Linked DNA regions of Rattus norvegicus: all the other regions are linked to region 1. Evidence: chromatin contacts called from public Hi-C data. All regions are on one chromosome and are shown on one strand. Each heading gives the region's core, a stretch centred on a gene start, on an enhancer-like site or on the middle of the called end of the contact. The rest is flanking DNA. Distances are from core to core; before and after follow the strand shown. Region 1 overlaps LOC102557053 (a long non-coding RNA gene). Region 2 has its middle 570 kb from the start of Rnf144a. Region 3 holds the start of Id2 (inhibitor of DNA binding 2). Region 4 has its middle 620 kb from the start of Rnf144a. Region 5 has its middle 65 kb from the start of Id2.

What was found. Hi-C and Micro-C count contacts between places; a contact is called where the count stands out from the background.
Region 2: a Hi-C map of liver shows a contact between it and region 1, with 5 times the contacts expected there. The contact joins two enhancer-like sites. A contact is called at or near these places in 2 of 12 Hi-C or Micro-C datasets (both in liver).
Region 3: a Hi-C map of liver shows a contact between it and region 1, with 1.8 times the contacts expected there. The contact joins the promoter of Id2 here to the enhancer-like site in region 1. A contact is called at or near these places in 9 of 12 Hi-C or Micro-C datasets (the A7r5 cell line, the Rat2 cell line, Schwann cells and 5 more) and 1 of 1 datasets of contacts at active chromatin or transcription factors (oligodendrocytes).
Region 4: a contact with region 1 is called in a Hi-C map of liver, with 7 times the contacts expected there. The contact joins two enhancer-like sites. A contact is called at or near these places in 2 of 12 Hi-C or Micro-C datasets (both in liver).
Region 5: a contact with region 1 is called in a Hi-C map of liver, with 4 times the contacts expected there. The contact joins two enhancer-like sites. A contact is called at or near these places in 2 of 12 Hi-C or Micro-C datasets (both in liver).

What each region holds. Positions count from the first base shown.
Region 1 is chr6:47,803,778-47,806,333 of GRCr8, reverse strand. All of the region lies in intron 4 of LOC102557053 (a long non-coding RNA gene), which reads right to left. Among named protein-coding and RNA genes, the nearest start is that of Id2, 330 kb to the right of the region's middle. Within about 2 kb of position 1,278, at least 4 of the 93 cell types and tissues checked have an H3K27ac peak or open chromatin away from gene starts, as enhancers often do. A contact at or near this core is called in hepatocytes and liver, where this site is marked.
Region 2 is chr6:48,172,496-48,175,051 of GRCr8, reverse strand. No RefSeq gene overlaps it. Among named protein-coding and RNA genes, the nearest start is that of Rnf144a, 570 kb to the left of the region's middle. Within about 2 kb of position 1,286, at least 4 of the 93 cell types and tissues checked have an H3K27ac peak or open chromatin away from gene starts, as enhancers often do. A contact at or near this core is called in liver, where this site is marked.
Region 3 is chr6:47,469,729-47,472,284 of GRCr8, reverse strand. Id2 (inhibitor of DNA binding 2) reads left to right here and starts at 1,290. Exons shown (of 3, transcript NM_013060.4): 1 at 1,290-1,701; 2 at 1,992-2,055. The coding sequence starts at 1,354. The coding sequence ends at 2,048.
Region 4 is chr6:48,129,591-48,132,146 of GRCr8, reverse strand. No RefSeq gene overlaps it. Among named protein-coding and RNA genes, the nearest start is that of Rnf144a, 620 kb to the left of the region's middle. Within about 2 kb of position 1,281, at least 6 of the 93 cell types and tissues checked have an H3K27ac peak or open chromatin away from gene starts, as enhancers often do. A contact at or near this core is called in liver, where this site is marked.
Region 5 is chr6:47,535,148-47,537,703 of GRCr8, reverse strand. No RefSeq gene overlaps it. Among named protein-coding and RNA genes, the nearest start is that of Id2, 65 kb to the right of the region's middle. Within about 2 kb of position 1,278, at least 25 of the 93 cell types and tissues checked have an H3K27ac peak or open chromatin away from gene starts, as enhancers often do. A contact at or near this core is called in liver, where this site is marked.

The sequences.
Region 1 (2,556 bases), core at 29-2,528:
GGCAAGCAGGGGCCCATCCACAGGCAGATCTGAAAAGGACCACAAGTTTCCAGAGGTGATTTCCCTCTGTGAGAAATGTGACTGGGCTTTGTGCACACCAGGCACAGGCACTAGATATGGCTTGTCTATCCTCATCCCTAACATATCTCAGACTCTGGTACCACACACAACCATCCACCATGGGCATCCTGCAGGCCCCAGGCTATCTGATACCATGAGCTAAATTTGCACCAGGGTTGACTTCCTAAACAGTGGAAACTTCCAGCTCACATAAGCTTAGACCTCAGACTTGTTTCTTCCCTCCAGGGCATAGCTCTCCAGAGTTCAGGTCTGAAAGTCTCTGCCAGCCTGAGACTCTTGTCTACCTTCCAGCATGACCAGGCAACACTGTGAGCTTTCTGGTCTATCCTGCCCTGTTCCCTTCCATCGCAGAGCAGAGGAATCCATGTTACATCCCACCAGTTCCCCATACACAATCAAATCTACAGGGGCAGAACCCTGAATGCACTGACACTTATCGCTTTACACCATAGAGGCCTGGAGCAAACAGGATCACAGACTGAATATGGATCTCCACATTCCTGTTTCCATCCATACCAGGAGGCTGTGTCAGGACCTGCCCTGGAGTGCACCATCAAGGCAGGACCAGAGTTCAATCTGCCTGGCCCCTTTCCATTAGGTGAACTCCCCACCCCCACACACAGATTTCTATTTGCTGCTGAGTTTAATTTGCAAGTCCCTGGCCTCACAGAAGTTAGTTTCTGTTACCAGGAATTTTCCAGTGTATTTTAAGTTCTGATCTGATTGTTGTTTTTCTCTCTCCAGAACATCTGTATTTGGCATCAGGATTTACCAGTGATACTCTCTCAAAGCAAAACAGACTCCGTCTGACAGGATGTCTGTTTCAGAAAGGAAAAGGTGAGTGCTTCTTCCTTTGAAGCTGTATGCTAGTCTGCAGGCTCAGGGGCTTGCTACCACAACCAGAATGGGTTGGAGGAAAATTCTAAACCTGAGACCTCACTTCAGACTGATCCAAGCTGCACAGTTAGTAGAAGAAGGCCTCTAAGCTGTTCATCCAGTACATGACCATCCCTGCCTGCTCTGGCCTGTGGCCACCAGCAGCACTGTGCCCGGTTTCTGGAAATGAGCCGCCTTCATGAAGTCTGGCCATCCTCTCGTCACACCGTGGCGCGGACCAGCCAGCGCCAGCTAGACTCTACGTGTCGAGGGTAACGTGCTGACGGGCACACTGCTCCCAGCCACAAGCTTTCCAGCCAGGTTGCTGGGCCAGGCTGAGGGGTGATGTCAGATGTTCCTGCCCCGAGCTGAGTTGGCTTTTGACTAGACAGTAATGTGTGTGAACAGACACAGCTTCCCTGGGAATCCTAGAACCCTTCAGGAGGCTTTTGTGGACTTTTTCCAGTGATTAAAAAAAAAAAAAAGCAAACCAGCTGATCCCACTCATTGCTGCTCACTTAGGAACAAAGCAAGAGGACTGGGCTGGGCTGGCTCAGAGCAAGCACTTGCCACAGGCACCAGGACCTGAGTTCAATCTCGAGAACCCACATGTAAATATCAAACATGATGATTTGAGTTTGCAAACTCAGCGCTGAGGATGATGCAGACACGGGAGAACCTCTAGCCTTGTTGGCCAGCCAGTCTCACCTAATCATCCTGTCAAAGAAAAGCTGTATGACCTCCAGGGAATCATACTGAAAGTTAGTCTCTGGCCTTCCAAGCACAGGCACATATGTGTATCCTGCAGTACAGACATAACCCACACATACATATAAACATACACATATACACATATATGTAAGAATGCTATGTACAGTTCATGCTCCCACTTACCCTGATGAGTATAATCCTTGCCCTTCATCAAAGAAGTTTCATTCTTCAGTAGGTAAAGACAGTTACAGAGATTCAAAAATGTAGAGAATAAGTGTCTGTGTGATGCTCAAACCCAATTAATACAGCTGCAACACAGGCTCAGAGGAAATCATGGACGACGGCACAGGAAGATTGTAGGAGCCAGAGGACCAGGATGTCTGCTGCTAGATGGTGACCCCATAGATATGACAGGAAAAATTCACCCATGAAATTTCAATAATACAGTCACCTAAAAAGAACAGCATAGTGCCAACCCAAGTTGTCATGCTGACATGGGCAAGGAAGATTCCACATGGTCCCACCCCTAGATAAGCACCTACAGGTGGTCAGTGCTCCTGAGAGAGAGAATCAGTTTCCTATAGGGATAATTCCTGAACAGGTAGTTAAATCCCAAGTGGTCAGCTATGGACTCACGTATATATGAACAATGCTACATGCATTCAGTTGCTTGAATATGCACAATATACATTGTGCAAGCACATATTACATGTTATATACATAAAGAAGAGATCATGAATTTGGGAGAGGAACACAGGAGGAGTTTGGGAAGGAGAGAAAGGTGGGAATGATTACACACAATGCTTATGTAAGGAATTCTCAGAAGTAATTTTTTTATAAAGACCATTATTTGAGCATCCTGCTGCTTAGGCCACGGTGCAGAGCTAC
Region 2 (2,556 bases), core at 37-2,536, 370 kb before region 1:
TTGGCCTCTACAACGTGAACACCACATAGTGGCCTCTGCTTGCTCTGAACTTAGCCTGATGAACCACACAAAAACATGACCACTTGTTATGGGCAAAGAAAAATCTCTTGTTGTCATTCCGGTGTAGTTCTTTGTTTCCGGTTTAAGATAAAAGTAAAAAAAAAAAAAAGTAAGTTAAATAAAATTTCAAACACAGAATAAATGATGTAAGGACATCATCAGCACATAAAATAAATGACTCGGGTGGGTGTATCGGGGTCTTATTTGTATCTATGATTAAATTCATGCTGACTTTAACTCTTTAAGTCAGAAGTGACTTTTCGCTAGTTCTTCAGATGTCTGTCACCTTTTCTTTATAGGCTCTTTCAAAATATCCTTAAATTAAAAAATGACTGCAAAGCAGCACGAATCATTAAAATGATGTCTGCTGCACACTGCATGGAGAAGGGTTTAATGCATCCCTGTATTTTTATTCCTAACAACAGCAGGGGTTTATGTGCTAGCTTAGCACCACCTGCTTCACAGGGCACTGTACACTTTTTGTCTGTAAGAAAATGTCAAAAGGGGGAGCTAGTTAGCTAATTGATTAGAGATTGGGGCTTAAAGTTTGCAGGCAGAAGAGGCTTTCAGAGGTCATGTAAAACCCCAGGAATGCTTTTTATCCCATTCCCCTCCCCCACCCCTGTAAGGCAGTTCATTTCAGCCCTCTCCTTCCTCTCCCATAAGCCCAGCATAGAAGCCGATTTACAGTTTGACAACAAAACAGAAGTGGATTTTAGCTATGCAGCTCACAGAAGCTGAGCCACCAATGGAAAACGATTGTTGAGCTCCAGTCCTTGCAGTTTGGAGCCGTAAGAGTACAAAGGTGAAGGAAACAAACTGCGGCAGAGGCCTGTGGGGCTGCTTTGAGTCAAGGGCTTCAGCAGCACTGCAGAAGCAGGTTTCTAACACCTTTCAGGGCAGCTCTGCACTTACGCTAATGTGTGCTATTTCATGCGATGAGACTCAATGTGTCAAACGCAAGGCACGTTGTGGTGAGAGGTGAGCATTGCCAAGCCCTCCCTCTGCTTTAGATTCTCTGGACCCCGTTCTCCTCTCCCAGCATTGCTTAAACCACTTCACTTTCACCCTTTTCTGCTCAAGCTATTATTTTGGAACCAAAGATCAAACAAAGTTGTTTTTGTGATCCTTTTTCCTGTTTGCTTTATCATTTTCTCCCTCAGTTAGAAACTCAGTTCCCGCCCACACTCACACCTGTGCAAGGCTGCCCTGAGACACAGCATGGGACCAGCCAAGCTCAGACTCTTGAGCAAACATCCCCCAAAGGGACCAGTAGCCTGTGTGCGTGCATGTGTGTGACTGTCTGTTTGTTTCTATGAAACATTAACAGAATTTACTAATGACTTATAATACATATGTGTATTCCCACCCTCCAGCACCCTCAAGAAATGCCAAGTCTTTAATAGGAGGCACATGATGTTAGGAATTCTAGGGGATCAGCTCTTATTCTTGTGTATAAATATGTGTGCACTTATAGACATACTTGATATACATACAGTAGTTTACCGTTTAAAAAATATTTCAATGCATTTCATCATTTGATCTGGAGAAGGGAATAAAATAGAACAGTCAACCCACCACCACATTGCTTCCTTCACATAGAATACTCTCAAACTGTAGGGCAGTACATGAGTGCGGTACAGTGTTTGTGTGTGTGTGTGTGTGTGTGTGTGTGTGTGTGTGTGTGTGTGTGAGAGAGAGAGAGAGAGAGAGAGAGAGAGAGAGAGAGAGAGAGGGAGGGAGGGAGAGAGAGAGAGAGAGAGAGAGAGAGAGAGAGAGAGAATTCCTACATGCATGTTTGGTTTGGCACAGTTAAAAATCAAAGGTCAAGACTCTAAACTAACCAGATGTAAGAGCTATGTTCAATGATACACAACCGTGATCTCAGCATTCAAAAGACAGAGGCAGGGGGATTATTGCAAATCTAAGGCCAGTGGTTTACATGATAAGTAGTTCCAGGCCAGCTAGGGCATCATAGAAAGTCTTCATAAAAGGTTCCTTTCCTTTCCTTTCCTTTCCTTTCCTTTCCTTTCCTTTCCTTTCCTTTCCTTTCCTTTCTTTTCCTTTCTTTTCCTTGCCTTCCTTCCTTTTTTTGTTCTTTTCTTTCTTCACTCATTTTTGTCCTGAGCAAAGATCTCATATAAGCCAGGCTGGCTGTCAATTCAATGATGACTTTAAACCTCTCACCTTCCTGTCCCCATAGCCAATAAGCTAGGATTACAAACTTACACCCGTATGCCCAGTTTTTGTAATTCTGAGGACCTAACCCAGGGCATTGCATATGATAGCCAAGTACTCTTTGAGTTATAGCTCCAGCCTCTCCCCGCAAAAAACTCATCCTGACACTTATAACAGATTTCAAAGACTTGATGCCACCCTGCTTGACCATTATATGGCTAGATAGTTGGTTGGGGCTTGAGGCATTGGTGGACAGAATTGTTAGGGATATCCTGGTCTACAGTGAGTTGCCTTAAGTTCAGGTATCTTCTGGAAAGA
Region 3 (2,556 bases), core at 41-2,540, 330 kb after region 1:
GTGGAGGTCAGAGACTGCCTGGCCCACCAGCTGAGGAATTAATCATTAATTGAAGGGAAAATACTGTTTCTTCACCACGGAGCTTTGCCCGGATTCTGCATTCTTTCTCTTTATTGCATTCAGAGGATGTGGGAGATTGAGACCAAAAAAACCCTTTCTGGGCTTAAGATAAATATTGTTTTCCTCTAATACACGACTAATATACAGTAGTCTTCAGCAGAACAAGAATTCAGAAATTAAAGCGTTGGAGTCAAGAGCTCCAAACTTTTTCAAAATGTAGCTGCATCTAGGAGGGGTGCTGAAAGATTCCAAACCTCGTACGTAACAGAATTTTCTTTAAAAACAGCGATAAGCTGTCAGTCAGTAGCTAGGACCACCTACCTGACAAAGAGCTTCCCAAGAGCTGTAAGTGCTGGAATGTTGACACCAGAAATCACGATTTGCGCATAATTAATCGCATCACTTTGCCACCTACACTGAAGGGCACAGACCAAGGGCAATGTATGTAAATGTAGTTCCAGTGTGCAAACCCCACTAATGACCTTCGATTAATGGAGTCATTATACTAACTCTGCCTCGTTCTCGAGGAGGAGGGGGGGTCCCGGACGTACCAGGTCCCTCAGGGCTCCTCTGTGGTCTGAGGGAGACCGCACAGTGCTCCCTACAATTCGTGTCACTGAGTTTCCGAGAAGGCCTCCCGCGTTGCTCCAAGTTGCAAAATCCCACGCTAAACCTGCCGTGAATGTGTATGTGGGTAGGTTTCCCGCCCCTCCTCCCCTTAAATAGCTTTTGCTTTATCTTAAAAGAAGGAACTCCACAAATGTGACTTCCCAAAGGCGCGCTTCTTTTCCCTTCTGCCACGGTCGCTGTCTCCCTAACGCTAGCGACCTGTGACTTCCCGTCTGCTGTGCTGAGACCGCGGGGCTGCTGGAAACCCTGGGGCGGGGATAGCTAGCTCCGGGCACACCCCCGGGGCAGGGGTCCTGCCAGCTTTGGAAATTAGAATCAGGAGGGCACAATTGCACACTCAGGCCCCCTGGGTGCCCAGCGCACACTGTACTCAATTTACCACCCCAGCTGGGCTCTCGCCCGCTCCTCCCACCCCACGGGCATTGGCTGCGAACGCGGAAGAACCGAGAGCTCTCACTCACCAATGGGAGGATTCGCCTGGTATGATGGACGGCACCCCTCCCACCAATGGCGATTCAGGGATGCCCGATTGAGCGGCCAGGGCGAGTGCACATAAAAGACGCCCCGCCCGGCTCGCGCTTCATTCTGAACAGAGCCTGGTGCGGCGCAGCCACCTCAGCCCCCTGCGGCGGCTCCCTCCCGGCCTTTCCTCCTACGAGCAGCATGAAAGCCTTCAGTCCGGTGAGGTCCGTTAGGAAAAACAGCCTGTCGGACCACAGCTTGGGCATCTCCCGGAGCAAAACCCCGGTGGACGACCCGATGAGTCTGCTCTACAACATGAACGACTGCTACTCCAAGCTCAAGGAACTGGTGCCCAGCATCCCCCAGAACAAGAAGGTGACCAAGATGGAAATCCTGCAGCACGTCATCGATTATATCTTGGACCTGCAGATCGCCCTGGACTCGCACCCCACTATCGTCAGCCTGCACCACCAGAGACCTGGACAGAACCAAACGTCCAGGACGCCGCTGACCACCCTGAACACGGACATCAGCATCCTGTCCTTGCAGGTGAGACTCGCTTGCAAGTACCCCGCTGCCCAGATGCTCCCGGTCGTCCGAAACTGTCACTCTTAAAGCCCATCGTAGAGACAGGTTCATTAACTTTATTTTTAAGAAAACTGTGCATTGAGCGTCATGTAAGAAATCGCTACTTCTAAGTTCTGTGTGGGTTGCGTCTGGATCTGCATTGTAGCATGAACCTGTTTAATGGGACTTGTTGGCACTTTCGTAAAGGGAGGAGGGGGCTACCTTCCTTTAAGATTGCCTAATATCCTGCTTTTTATCCTCTTTCTCTCCAGGCGTCTGAATTCCCTTCTGAGCTTATGTCGAATGACAGCAAAGTACTCTGTGGCTAAATAAATGGTGAGTGTTTGCGGGTGCCTCCTGTGTGCGCGCTTCGGTAATGTACTTGTGTGTCTGTTAAATGTTTGGTTTGGTAAATGCATGCTTACTTCACCGTGTTACGGGTGCCGCTTGTCCTTCCAGAGAGGCATGAAGGGGCTTGTCGCTGTGGTTGCTCCGGATTACGGAACAGTTGCCGAGAGAGAGAGAGAGAGAGAGAGAGAGAGAGAGAGAGAGAGAGAGAGAGAGAGAGAGAGAGAGAGAGAGAGAGAGAGAGAGAGAGAGAGAGAGAGAGAGAGAATGAATATGAATATAAATGCCAGTAACTTACTATGAAGGTGTCAGGACAAAGTGTTATTGGCTTTTATGAGCCCAGTGGTGGTGCTATGAGGTACTAACCTCAGCTCTAATTAATCTTATCGCCACAAATTCCATAGTGTTCTCTTCCCCCAAAACTGAAGTCCTCTGAGATTTCTCTGGCTAGCTGAAGACGGCTACCCGGAGCCTTACCCCTGTGCTCCG
Region 4 (2,556 bases), core at 32-2,531, 330 kb before region 1:
AAGGCTGTCCCATAGCCTTGATATGAATGTAACACACACACACGCAGACACAGACAAACACACATACACACAGATAAACGCACACACACTCACACACACACAGACACACAAACACACACATACATACACACACACAGACACACACATACAGACACACAGACAAACACACACATACAGACACATAGACAAACAGACACACAGGAACACAGATACACAGGCACATACATACATACATACACACAGACACAGATAAACGCACACACAAACACAGACACATAGACAAATGCATACACAGACACACAAACACATACATACACACACACTCACACACACACAGACACACACACACAGACAAACACACACACAGACACACAAACGCACACATACAGACACATAGACAAACACACACACAGACAAACAGACACACAGGAACACAGATACACAGGCACATACATACATACACACACACACACACACACACACACACACACACACACACACTCACAATCCTTCTGCCCTCTCGAGGCTGCTGTTTGACTACAGCCTGCCTAAGTGGATAGCTGCATTTCTGTTAAGCCTCTTATCTCAGGAGGTTTTCATTTCTCTGTTGCCTGCTTTCGTGCCTAGTGTGTGATAGTCAGAGCCACCTGATCTTTTGTAACAAATAAATCTCACTTTGATTTGAGCTCTGACTCCATCACACATTTGCCCAGTGGGCAAGCCACCTAGCTCTGTTGCAAGCCTCTGTCCATGTCCAGACAGAACAGACCAAATACAGATAGTAGTCGTGGAGCCCAGGCACGTAGCCGGCACAGAGTAAAGAGAGGCTGTGTCGGAAACACTATTGAAATTCTAGGGCACTGTGTAATGACCTCTCCTTGGTTCTAACAAATCATCCTCTCATTTGAATCTTCAGACTCGACCATCTACGTGGTACAGTGATGAGCTCACGGCCTTTCCACTGTTGAAGCTCTTTTAAGACACGTCAGCCCGGGACAGTGGCGACTCCTTGTGTTCCGATGGCCCTGTTCCAAGGCAAATGTTTAGGCTTGGCGGAGGGCTTGACAAGTTGCACTCAGTGAGAGTTCTGTGCTTTAAAGAGAGGCAAACACGGAAGCCTTTTTGTTGGCTTTTTTTGGAGGGGCTGGTGGGAGGGCGGTGAGGCAGAGGGACTGCTTTCTCAGCAGGCATATAACAGCCGTACAGGTGCACTGCCTCCTGGTGACACGGGGTGAACATTTGACCCACAGAGCCTGGTGAAGCCATCCCTGGGAGAGCCTGGAGCAAGTGCAATGCTGACTGTGTGCAGCCCTGTTTGACTTGGCTGTGGTCCCTGCAAACCTGGCATTGAGTATAGCCCAGAGGAAAACAGCCTTGACATTGACTCTGGTCATTGCAATGCTCTGGGCCACCTGTGGGTTTCACAACCTCCTTTCTATTGCCCACAGCATCCTGGCCGGTTAATTTGTGTTCCCAGAAAAGAAAGATCCCATTGCTCTCTTGCTCTGGTGCTCAGTATCTGGTCCAGGTCGATGCCTAAAGGCACTCACCTGTGTACACCTCCTAGTGCAGGCACTGGGCCAGCTGTACCCTCAGAAGCCTTTGTTCATTCCGGTTTCTCTCCTGTTTCCAAGCACCAATAAATATGCAAGTTCTATTGCGACGGGGAAGAAACTAACTAACATTCAGTAAGCACCTGCCTGGAGCCAGGTGCTGTCACACACAGCACCTTGTTTAATCCTCACAGCAATGCTATAGGCAAAAACTTAATACCTATATTCACTTGATAAAGAGGGTGAGCTTCTGAAGGCTTAAGCAATCAGGAGGCAGAACTCATCGGTACAGATCAGATTTGCCTCCAGACTTCTGAATCTCAGTTTATAGTCTTTTCATTCGCTGTGATGCCTCCTGCAATGTTCTGGAAAGAGCCGTGCAGGTGGGGTTTGGGGACCCCGATATTGTCATTTCAGATGAATCATTGCTACTCTTTCAATGGGTATAAAAATGAGGGAGCAGACAGGTTGTCTCTCAGAGTGCTTTGGATGTAAATGTATTACGTAGTACACGTACACATCGACAATAAATAGAACATGTGTGGAATGGGTACCTCTGGTCTCTAGCCATTAGCTCTGAAAATGTTGCCTGCCTACCTGCCACGATGGGCAAAGTCGTGTCTTGATGGGATTCTATTATGGACTCTGTGGAGGAGGTAACCCTAAAGGTATTCAGAAAACTTTTTATCCCAAGAGGAACAGCATAAGCTTCCAGTAACAAGGGCCATTTAATTTATATACTTATGATAGCCCATTGCATGGGCCTGCAGCTCAGCAGTTCCTCCTGCGGTCTTCCTTTGCCTTGACAAATGGCTGTAGTCTGATGTGTCACAAATGCAAGAATCCACACTGAAGCCCCTAAGGGCACAGCATGCTTTGCAGCCAAAATACATAGCCACACAGATTTGCCCAAGGGTAGCAGTGAAAATGATTGGGGAGGAGACTCTGCTGGTCACCGAGGTATGTGGACACTTTCACCTGCCTTATAGCATACACAGAGAAA
Region 5 (2,556 bases), core at 29-2,528, 270 kb after region 1:
CTCAGTCACACTTGGCTCACTGTCCTCCGTTATGGGAAGAGGCTCCTTCCCTATGGCTGTAGGGACGGGGAGCAGAGCCAAGTACAGTCAGAGATCCAGGCATAGAAAGGACACTATCCACATGTTGCCCCAGGTCTCAGGGGAACGTCACTAAGGTCAGAATGTCCTGTGACTCGTCAACTATGCAAACCCGCACACACCTCGTGCAGCACTAAGGACTTTGCTCTTCACTGAGAGCCAGCCAGCACTATGACCCTAATCAGCCAGAATCCCCAAACTGGAAAGGAGCCATTCAGAACCACAATGATCCACTAAAGCCTCAGAGACTCCTTTATCCACACTCTTGACCTTCCTCTCTAGGCCCCTTAACCAGCCCTCACTGCTGTCCTTCCCTATCTGGGCTTCCCAGGCGTACTGGGAGCACACTTGGCCTCTCTCAGGCTGTACTTCGGAATTTCAGGTGTCCTGCTCCTGGAACATCAAAGACGGTACTTGTCCTGCCTCCTTAACCCAGTGGCCTATGGAAGTCCAGCCAGCCCAGGGCCTGTAGGTCATACTCCACGAAGCTGGCTTTGATCAGAGACTCCTCGGTCTACCAGCCCCTATGCCCACGTTCACTTCTCAGGCAGGTGCAATGGCTCTGTCGCTGCAGGCAGGTGGCAGCTGAGAACTACAGCGTAGACTCATTGTCCCTGTGCCGTTTTACCAGCCCTGCACCTCCAGGAGCCGCAGCCCATGTGATTACGGGTTAACGGGTTAACCGCTTTAATTTTAGAAGCAACCTCGAACAATGGCGTAGCAGACACTGGCTGTGTGTCTCACGATTCACGTTCTCTCCATACAGGGACAGCAATATTTTTAGGCTCTATTCAAGTAACCCGCCCCGCCTGCAGATGAAATATTAATTAAAGGTTACACTTTCAGCCCTCAGAAAATGATTACACAAGATAGCAATTATATTTTCTGTATATTAAAACTGCACCTTGCTGTGCACAGGAATTAATAATTGCAAACCCAGTTGTTACAGTGGCACCATCAAAGCTGGAAGAGGCGTGCCTGAGAGGGGAGAACAGACCCACAAAGAAAGTGGGTGACTTCAAAGAACAGAATCCCACATTCAGAGCTGGGATTGCTTCTCAAGGTCATTAACGATTCAGGATGTCTGACAGAGTGGCCCAGTTACAGAGTACACGGAGAAACGGAATTTAGAACAGAGTGCAGCTACTGCCTGAATTCTGGTGGTTAGACTGTCTGCAACCTGGCATCCCAGGGACCAGTAAGGCTGTTCTTGGAGCCTCTCCCAAGGGACTTTGAGACTCAAGATAGCCCGTGATCAGTGTTTGGAGGGCCAGCAATTCAAAGCTTCCCAGTTCTCCCACTAAAGAAAAATGGCAGCACATAGACAAGTGGCAGCTGCCTTAATCAAGCACCTACCGCAGCCTCCTCTGTGAAGCAGAAATTTCTATCCCCATTTTGTAAATAAAAGCTAAGACCCAAACAGATTAAATGAGTTGCCCACTGTGACACAGGAAATGTCAGAATTAGGATCCAAACCGATTGTCCCACAAGTCTATAAGTGTCAGGATGCTAAGTTTTTTCAGGGTGGTGTCTCCCACAAGCCACCTAGCATCATGACCAGCACAGAATAAATTTTACTAGTGTGAATGAAAGAATGAATCTCTGAATTAATCGATCATCTGTGCTTGGGAAGTTAAACTCCACAAACCAGCAGAGTAGACTTTTTTCTTTCTACTTCTCTGACTTTTGGTGGGTCCAGGATTCCAGTGAGTAGGTTAGGTGGTGGAGGAATGGGAGTGCCTTTTGTGTACAACAGATAGGCATGAGTACTGCCCCCTAACCCATGGCCTCATTTTTCCCTTCGAGACATTGTCAAACATTCTCCACAAGACAAAATATGGCACTGGTGGCTTGTGTCATGAAACAATTATGGTTTGTTTGACTCTGTGACAATGAGAAAATCAGATAGTTTCTACGAAGCTCCCTAGAGAAGCTCTTAGTGACCATGTCAAATCTCACCCTGACCCTGAGCAGACCCTGAACAGAGGTCCCATGACCCTCTCTGCCCTTCAAGTCTGAGAATTGGTCACACAGAGAAGCCTTATAGCTTTTCATGGAAGACAAGCATTCAGGTCACAAAGGGGTGGATGCATGGGGGAACTGTGGCCCCACTGGAATCTCCAAACATTGTGACCTGGAGGGCTGACTAAATGCGAGGGACAATTTGCTCCTAGAGATTGGAAGAGTGGGGGTACTGTAAAGCCACTCAGCTAGATCCCCTGTGGAGGAGAACGCCCACCTCTGCCCCCAGGCCCAAGCCAGCTCCTAGGAAGACAAAGACCAGCCTAGATAAATGAATTCTTCTAGGCATTCTGGTAGATGCTTCTACAGTGTGGGCAAGCTAAGAGGGTTGAGAGGAAGCCACCCAGGGAATCCAGCAGCTTCTACACAAAGGGTGCCACTCAGACTGAGTTCCTGGACACGGTCTGACAGAGCGCCAGAAGCCCATCGCCCTCACTGCCCATGCTGATGAGGTGT